Linked DNA regions of Mus musculus: region 2 is linked to region 1. The links are chromatin contacts, called in public Hi-C maps. All regions are on one chromosome and are shown on one strand. Each heading gives the region's core, a stretch centred on a gene start, on an enhancer-like site or on the middle of the called end of the contact. The rest is flanking DNA. Distances are from core to core; before and after follow the strand shown. Region 1 overlaps 2210408F21Rik (RIKEN cDNA 2210408F21 gene). Region 2 has its middle 42 kb from the start of Mkln1os.

Region 1 (4,377 bases), core at 1,335-3,834:
CCAAATGCTGGGATTAAAGGCATGTGCCATTATGCCCAGCATTAATTCTGAATTTAGAATCTTCAAGCTGTACCTCCTGAGACAGCTCTATCTCCTCATCCCCCATAAACCAAACCTTCCACAAATATCCCAGCAGGTTCTGTCCCCACCTCGGCAATAATTTCAACAGGCCTGTTCCTTTCCACTGCAGCTACGTAAAAATACATTCCTGTTCACAGCTGGTCCTGCCGCCTGAGTCAACAGGCATCTAATAGTTCCCTGAGATCTGGCATGTTCCTTCCACCCACGAATGCTGTTCCTACAGAAGTCTCAACAGCAGCAACTCCATGGAAGTTGGTGTCAGGGCGTCAGCTTCCTGCAGACGCCGAAGGACCCCTGAGTGGCTTTGGAACAGAAGGAATATTCTCAAACCTAAGCCATGTGGTTTTTGTCTGACTGAAAGTTTGGTTTCTGTTTGTCACCTTTCAGGAAGTTCTTAACAAACAAGTGTTATCTATGAGTTCTGTGCTCTGCCATCCCCTGGCACCAGGGAAAGGACTGCAATGAAGGGTTTTTGACATCCTTGTTCTTTATACTAAACACTCTTTATTGAAACAAGTTTGATAACAGTGATGAATTTCTGGCAAGAAACTTTAAAAAAAAATCACACAGCGGCCCCTGACTATAAATTCAACACTGCCACAAGTTCGGGACCAATCAGGTCTAGAGGGTGAGACCCTATCTTGACAAGCTGAGCAGGAGCATGGGTTAGGGAGGTGGCTCAGTTGGTGGAATGCTTGCTGTGCAGGCATCTGGACCTGGGATTGGATGCCAGGTACCCTTGTAAAGTCAGGCATGATGGCATGCATCTTTAACCCCAGTGGCAGGGAGGCAGAGATGGGGGGAGCCCTGGGCTCACTGGTCAGCCAGTCTAGCCAAACTGATGAATTCCAGGATCAGAGACAACTTGTCTCCAAAAACAAAAACAAAAACAAAACAAAAACAAAGAAAAACAACAAAACAAAACAAAACAAAACGGCATGGAGAGTGGTTGTGGAAGACATTCCATGTTTTACCTCTGACCTCCTCACACACGCACATGTACCCCAAGAAATAGAAACATCACACACACACAACACACACACACACACACACACACACACACTGGACACATGAGACAGACAGACAGAGAGAGAGACAGAGAGAGAGAGAGAGAGAGAGAGAGAGCAATAATGGGGTGGGGGTGGGGTACCAGCCAACAGCTAGTGAGTAAAGGAGCTGTCCCATATCTGTTGGTTCAGTCCCATCTAGACAGAGAGACATCAGTGACCAATTTTAATGCCACCTGCATTTAAGTGGGGCACGGAGTGATGAGCAAGAGTATTTTGTGTAGGTCTGTTTAGACATTAGTCCCAAAGGATGTTCAGTTCAGCCACTGGTTTCATCTGGGATAACAATTTGCTTTATGTCTTTAATGGGTTAAAATCGAGCCTGGTTCCCTAGTGAAATTCATCAGGTAGGGGCAGGAATGTGGGTCTGGGCCTCACCAAGGAGCCCCATTCTCCTCCCCCTCTGTGTCTGTCATGTGCTAGAGGATAATGGTCCCTTCAGTTGAAGAGAGTGATGACTCATAGCTGTGGGTGGGGGCTGAACAGACAGGTATGATGAATACATCTTTCCCCGTGAGACCCAGAGACGACATTTAAAAAAAAAAATCTGTGGTTGGGATGCGTGCTGCTCCAGAGTATGATCGATTGCTTGGGATTTCAAACACGGCCAGGTTCTGTCCCTCCAGTCTCCCTGCTGTCTGCAGAGTCGCTTTGCAGCAGCTCTGATCAAGAACTGGGGCTGCATGCTGGACCCTTCCAATCCAGGTTGGCTTTGTGCCTCTCTCTGGCTCTGGCTATCAGAATGGACCAGAAGTAACTGTGCTGAGTCCAAGCCGAGCCTCAAGGGCCTACCTCCAGTGTCTCTCTTGAACCTGCTGTTACTGGCCGAGCATAGGCCAACCTGTAGGAGGATGAGCGAATGTGTACAGAGGGATGAACTGTCCTAGTAGATGGACTCCTAGGCCAGGGCACTGCACTGGGGCCGACCTTTAGGACAGGGTTTGCTGACCTCTGATCTAAAGCAATGTGTTACCCATAGAAGTGTTGGTACCAATTCTGGGACCCCAGCTTCTCCATTCGGATTCATCTCTGTCATTCTGGAGGAAAAGGGTTTACTTCCCGTAGAAGAGGATAAGAAGGGGCTGAGGATACGGTTTAGTGGATAGAACGCTTGCCCTAGTTTGCACAAAGGCCAAGACTAGAACCCCATGACCGCATAAAACTGGGCATGCTGGCATAGGCCTGTAATCTCAGCACTTTGGAGGTAAAAGCAGGGAAGACAGAAGTCAAGGGTATCTTTGGTTACACAGGAAATATGAGACCAGCCTGGGCTACATGAAAATTTATCTCAATTTTGGAAAAAAAAAAAAAGCAAAAAGATAAATAAATAAAAAATAAAATTAAAAAAAAAGGAAAGGGGGTTAAAAAAAAAAAGGAGTGGTTGATGCAGATCCAAGACAGCACTGAGCACGTATACAGGGAACAATTAAAAGCCTCTTAGCCACTTCCTCCTCAATGGTTGTTCCTCCTTAATGCTACAGGCCCGAATGATCAAGCAACGTTACATTTCCCAGCCTCCAATCTCTAATACTAATTTAACAAACGCACGCTGTATGTCTCAGTAAGGATGGGGCGCCACTCGTACTTCTGCCTGCTTGGAGTTCCCCGAGTGTATTGTGCTGTTTCACGCCTCCCTAACTCTGCACACAATGTTCCTTCTGCCTGGAACACTCTTAGCCCTCTTCTCTTACTGGCTAACGCCTACTCACTGATCAGAGCCGAGCTCAAGGATACTGCCTCTTGGAAGACGTCCCCAGGAGCACCACCACCTCCTCGCCCTCAACCTCCGGCCACATGCTCGGTCTCAGCACTCATTCTGCCAGCCTAACAATTAAAGCGGAAAAACCGTTTCTATGGTGCTCGGCACTTACTGTGTGCCGACACCGTCGTACAGAATCCTCTGGTTGAAAGCGTCCACATTCCTGTGCCATGCCGTTTTTCCTCAAGGCAAGCACAGATTCAGAAGTAGATGCTGTGACTTCCTCCCACCTGTTGAGCAAAGAAGATGCACGGTGATTTATCATATATACTGTATACCCACTGAGGGCACCTACTTTATCTTCTCATTCTTGCGGTACCCGGAACAGACTCGGAACAGGCAGCAAGAGGAACAGCAGCAAAGAGCAAACAATAACACAGCCCAGAACACATCTCACACAGTGTTCACAGCTCTCCCCGGGGCCAAAACCGGGCAGTAACTTTCTGAGGTAGCTGTTATAGGTGCCACATATCAGGAACGGAAGGCGTCAAGAATTCTCTGGTAACTTTCCCAAGGTTGCACAGCTAGTGTGCGATAGAGCCAGTTCCAGAGGCTGTGTTTACAACCACAGGAGGAAAGGAAGGCTGCAGTGACTCAGCAGAAATCCATTTCCATCCTCAAAGAGGAAGTCAAAGAATGAAACTCTGAGGCTAAGAGTGGTCCAACGGGCATGGCTGCATACTCGGGCTTAATCGTCAACAGGCTCGTGTCACGTGGGCTCGAAGGTGCTCAGTGTAGAGAGGTGGGTTGCTCTGATGGGACCTCCAATGGTTTTCCTGTTAACATGTTTACTCAGCATGATGCCTAACAGCCCACATGCTGCAACGGGAGAGGGTGGTTTGTTTAAGACCTCCCTGACAGCAGACAAAACCTTATGGCATAATCCCTAGGCAGGCCTATTCCATCGGATTCTTTACCAACGAGCATCTGGAAGACGATCTTGGAACTGTCTAAGAGGCTGCTGAACCTGGCTAGGCACTTTTTGTAAAATCACCATGGCCAGCTGCTCGCTGAAGCGTTGGCAAGTCCCCACGGGGCCTCCCAGACACTGTACCTCGCAGTGAGACAGACAAAAGCAGGGACACACTGTGATTGGACCACAGCTGTCTCATCTCAGCACAGGCCTGTGCTGCTGAAAAGACAACAACAGAGACGCAGCATGGAATTTTGCTTCTGGGACAATCAGGAGCTTGGCAAACATAGGTTATATGCATCCAAGACAGCTACAGATGTGGCCTACAACATTGTAGATGCTGATGTTGATGTTGCAATGTCAAGAGGTTGGAAACCCCTGCAGGTAATGGTTGGAAACCCCTGCAGGTAATCTTCCCCTTAAAACTGGAGCCTCTCTAATGGTTTAAAGGGCCGAACAGTGGCCAAGAGGACCTCCCATAGGCTTCTAGTTATTAGTACGAAACACAACAGAAGCCAGTAAGATCTCCGAACACCAAGTATCTTCATGCTCCCATG
Region 2 (4,377 bases), core at 806-3,305, 72 kb before region 1:
GTAAAGTAGTGCTATTAGGGCTGGAGAGGTGGCTTAGTAGTTAAGAGCACTGACTGCTCTTCCAGAGGACCTGGGTTCAATTCCCAGCACCCACACAGCAGCCTACAGTTGTCTCTAACTCCAGGATGCAACAGCCTCACATAGTACATGGAAGCAAAACATCAATGCACATAAAATAAAAATAAATAAATATTAAAAAAGAAAAAAATATTCTAAATTTAAAAAGAAAGTGGTAGTAATGAGATCTCAGTATATCAAAAAGGAAATAACTCAGGAGCTTACTCTGTCCCACCAAGAAGGGACCTCACATGTGTCTGTGGCTTTAATACCTTTGAGCTAGCATACCCATCATGGTGACCCAATGCCTGAGGAGCCATCGAAGGGAAGAATGGCATGTTCTGTGACATGCTCACAGTTTCAGAGGTCTTAGCCCGTGTTTGGCTGTCCCCATTGTTTCTGGGCCAGGAAGAGGCAAAGCATCACAGAGGAAGAAGGAGGAGAAGAAAGCTTCGCCATCTTGTAAAAGTCAGGAAGCAGTGAGAAAGCACTGGAGGAGGCTAAGACCAAGCAGGCCTCCCAAGGCACACCCACAGCACAGAAGTGAGGCCTTCTTCCAACAAGGTGCCACCTCTCATGGTTGCACCACCTAATAATTCAAGACTGGAGCCCATAATGGGTTAAAGCCTTAGAACTGGTCAGTGCCTTCCTGATGTAACACCCGTTCTCAAATCTCCCCCAGCGGCTGGCTCTACTCATCCCCTGGTCTCTTTCAACCCAATCAGGTTGCCCGTCACGATTATCCATCTCACCCCACAACCACACGTGTTATTTCCCCCGTCACAAATAAGGAAACAAAGGCCCAGAGAAATTAAGACATTTGTGTAAGCTCTCATAGTTAGTGAATGGCGAACACCTGTCTTAACTCGCTAGACCCAGCACTTCTTAGTGTCTAAGAGCTAGCTTGTCTGTGGCCCCCAATGCGCTTCTCAGGAACCGAGGCAACAGCTCTATGTTCCTTGAAACCTAACCATGCCAACCCTTCATTAATAACCAACTAAGCTATCAACTGAGCAGCATGCCAGGAAGGCAAAGCCAATGCGACTAAAAGACAAGAGCCACAATGGTATGAAAACTACAGATAGGAAAACACCTAATGTTAAGAAATATATTTTCCCCGACATCTCAGAGACATTTCCCCCACTTTGAGACAGAAACTTACTCTGTAGCCTAGGCCAACCTGGAACTCATTATGTAGCTCAGGCTAGACTCTAACCCATCGTGATCATCTACCTCCCGAGTACTAGGACTAGGTGTGAGAGAGCACGTGTGTCTTCGTGAGCCAGTGAGCAGTTACCTTGCCTCCTTTCCTCTCAGTTTGTGCTCTGGCTCTCCGGTTGTAAAACAGCTCAATGCTAACCAGTCCTGCCTGCATCAGACCACTCCGTGTTTATCCAAGGCTCTCATCAGAAACAGCTGTCCCTTAACACCCGCTTGCTGTTGGAAAACAAATGTATTTCCTACTGCAGATGGACTGATAATAATTTATGTGAATAATGGATTCATCTAACCATACAGAAAAAACCAGAGGTAGTGAATTAATAGGCAGAAAATGATACTAAAGTTCAGCTACGTGACATTTTAAACAGACAAACAAAACCGACGTTTGACTGACCCCTAAAGACTGTCAGCTGGCCAGATGAACTCGGTCCTTTTGGGTGAACCAGAAGATACCCAGCTGCCAAGGGACCAGGCAGTGTTTACAGGATCTCAAACCACTGCTACTTTCTTCTCATCTTCTCAAGAAAAACTCAGAAAGTACAAGGGTACCCCGCAGGCCACTAAGCACATCTCTGATTGTCCCCCAGGGAAATCTGATGTTGAAAGATGGCCCTTTTCCAAAATAGTGGTTCAAACCAGATGAGGAACTACAGAAAAGATGGCCTTCCATGGAAAAGACTCTGCCTCCAAATCCCTGATGTCTTCATTAGGGAGCCTAAAGGCAGGCACAGCAGCTGCTCTCCACTGCTCTGAAGCACTGTGGTACAGGGGGAGGAGCGATGTGTGGGGCTGGTGACAAAGCAGTTCTCCTTCTGTTCTGGCCCTGCCGGCATTTAACTGGGTGATCTTGGCAAAGGTACTTGTGGGCCTGATTTGTTCAACGAGATTTGGCCAGACGATGAGGCTTGCTGGCTCTAAAGTCCTGTTACTGTTCATCTTTGGGTTGGTACCTTTCATGCGATGAGAATCAAGGCAGGTTCTTGAGTGTTTTGCACAGGTTCTACTATTTCAAAACCCACGCCGCCCTCCTTTCTATATTCCTAGGTGGCTTCCTTTGCATTTGATTAAAGATAAATCTCCAGGGTGGTATTTAGAGCTTGCGATGGGGACATGGCTATTTATCCCGGCACAGTCCCTCACTCCTACCCATTGCCCGCGTTACGCTCTGGCATCACTACACTGTCTCTGCTTCCTCACCATGCCCTTAGTGCCATCCCGAGCATGCATCCTGTGTCAGACACTTTTCAGGTGCTTACCTGTACCGCTCGCTTGGCTTGACTGTCTTGTACTAATAAAGGCAGAGCTTGCTAACGAGCACGCTGCGATACATCATTAGATTAACAAAATAGAAGGTGATGTCTGCATTGTGTAACAATCCCTCCAGGTTACTTCTCTGTACAGCTTCGCCTCAGAGTTCTTCACTCCCAGTTCATGACGACTGGGGGGAAATGGCGCAAAGGCGTGTTCCCTTTTCAGTCCCAGCGAGCACAAGATGCACACACACGTCTGCTCACACGTGTTCCTTAAGTGAGCACTGACTTCCTCTCCTCCCCGTGGGAACTGAAAAATTGGCCAGGCGCCGTTCCATCTTCCCTTTACAGTGTGGTGCTGTGGAGGGAGGAGAGCAGGATCTGCCTCGCCTCGTGAGGAAAGGCTCATTCCTCTCAAACATCAGCCCACGTGCTGCTTCATCTGTGACATTTCCTTGTCTGGACAGGTTGAGGCCCTCATTTTCCTAGTCCCACTACACCATGGACTTTTCAACCACGGTGGAATTTGTCATATATCTCTGTATGATATGCAGGACACTCTGCTCAGCGACATGGACTGAGTCCCTCCCTCCCTCCCTCTCTCCTTCCCTCCCTCCCTCCCTCTTTTCCTTCCTTTCTTCCATCCTTTCTTAAAGCAGGCTCTCTAGGTAGCCCAGGCTGCTCTAGAAATCACTATGTAGTCTATGTTGGCTTCAGACTTGCAATCCTCCTGCCTCTGCCTCCCAGGTGCTGGCAATATGGATGTGCATGGTAATCAATCATCATTATCAACCTGACTGAATTTAGAATTACCCATGAGACAATGTCTGTGATGCCATTTCCAGAAAGGTTTAACTCAAGTGGGAGGCCTGCCCTAAATGTGGGCAGTTCTGTCCCATCAGCTGGTGTCAAGGAGCAGCAGAATTTAAAAGGAGACAGCAAACACTCCTGACTGCATATGCAACTGACCAGCCACTTCATGCTCCTTCCTGATGTTCCTTCACTGCCATGATGGACCAACCACACCTTTAAACTGTCAATCAGAATAAACCCTTCCTTCCTTAAGTCTCTTTAGGAAATCCAGTCACGACAACCAGAAAACTTAATAATAAGGGAAATTTATACTAAGAAGTATGGTTGCTGCTGTAGTAACCTTGTGGTTGGTAGGCCTTTGGAATTTGTGGGGGGTGGGGAATGTGAAAGAGTTTGCAGCTGTGGACTAGAGAAGCCCTAGACTGCCATGGGCATAGTTTAAAGACCCATTCTGGCAGGGATGTAGAAGACCAGAATGCTGAAAGAAGTGTAGACAGTAGATGCTCAGCTCATGAGGTTTTAGAGGGCATAAGGGCATCATTGGGAACTGGGCTGGAAAGGCTTCACATTATAGTCTGGTTTTAAAAAAATCTAGATTCATTCTGCCTGTGTCCTAAGAACTCAAGTTAGGCTGAAGTCACAAAAAGGTCACTACACATGTGATAAAGGGTAGCCAGACTATCTCAAGTTGGCAATGGGAGTTTCAGGGTCGACCATATGGTTTAGGCTTTACAAGCACGCAAAGTATAAAAGCTATAAAAGTTACAGGGCTATGGAAGTTTGCACCAGGGTTCCAGAAAGCCACTGAGGCCAAGGTGTAGTAGCATCAGAGTCCTTGAAAGGAGGTTGTAAAGGTCACCTCATGAAGGTGAATGTGAAGCCCAAGTAGCCATGGAGACCCTAGGATGCTGGAGATGCCAAGACCATAGAAAGCTTCAGGCACAGAGTGGAACTAGCTGAAAAAGGTCACATGTGCTTTATACAGCAGAGAGGGCGTCGTCCAAGGTCATTTTGTCAATAAGTCTAAAATGCCAGA

What was found. A called contact is a pair of places that touch in the nucleus more often than the background predicts.
Region 2: a Hi-C map of cerebral cortex shows a contact between it and region 1, with 3 times the contacts expected there. The contact joins two enhancer-like sites. A contact is called at or near these places in 1 of 15 datasets of contacts at CTCF or cohesin (pro-B cells), 8 of 484 Hi-C or Micro-C datasets (the G1E-ER4 cell line, the HL-1 cell line, cerebral cortex and 5 more) and 3 of 115 datasets of contacts at active chromatin or transcription factors (bone marrow-derived macrophages, embryonic stem cells and microglia).

What each region holds. Positions count from the first base shown.
Region 1 is chr6:31,283,763-31,288,139 of GRCm38.p6, reverse strand. All of the region lies in intron 2 of 2210408F21Rik (RIKEN cDNA 2210408F21 gene), which reads right to left. Among named protein-coding and RNA genes, the nearest start is that of Gm38782, 43 kb to the right of the region's middle. Within about 2 kb of position 2,584, at least 96 of the 459 cell types and tissues checked have an H3K27ac peak or open chromatin away from gene starts, as enhancers often do. A contact at or near this core is called in cerebral cortex and muscle stem cells, where this site is marked.
Region 2 is chr6:31,355,084-31,359,460 of GRCm38.p6, reverse strand. No RefSeq gene overlaps it. Among named protein-coding and RNA genes, the nearest start is that of Mkln1os, 42 kb to the left of the region's middle. Within about 2 kb of position 2,055, at least 65 of the 459 cell types and tissues checked have an H3K27ac peak or open chromatin away from gene starts, as enhancers often do. A contact at or near this core is called in cerebral cortex and muscle stem cells, where this site is marked.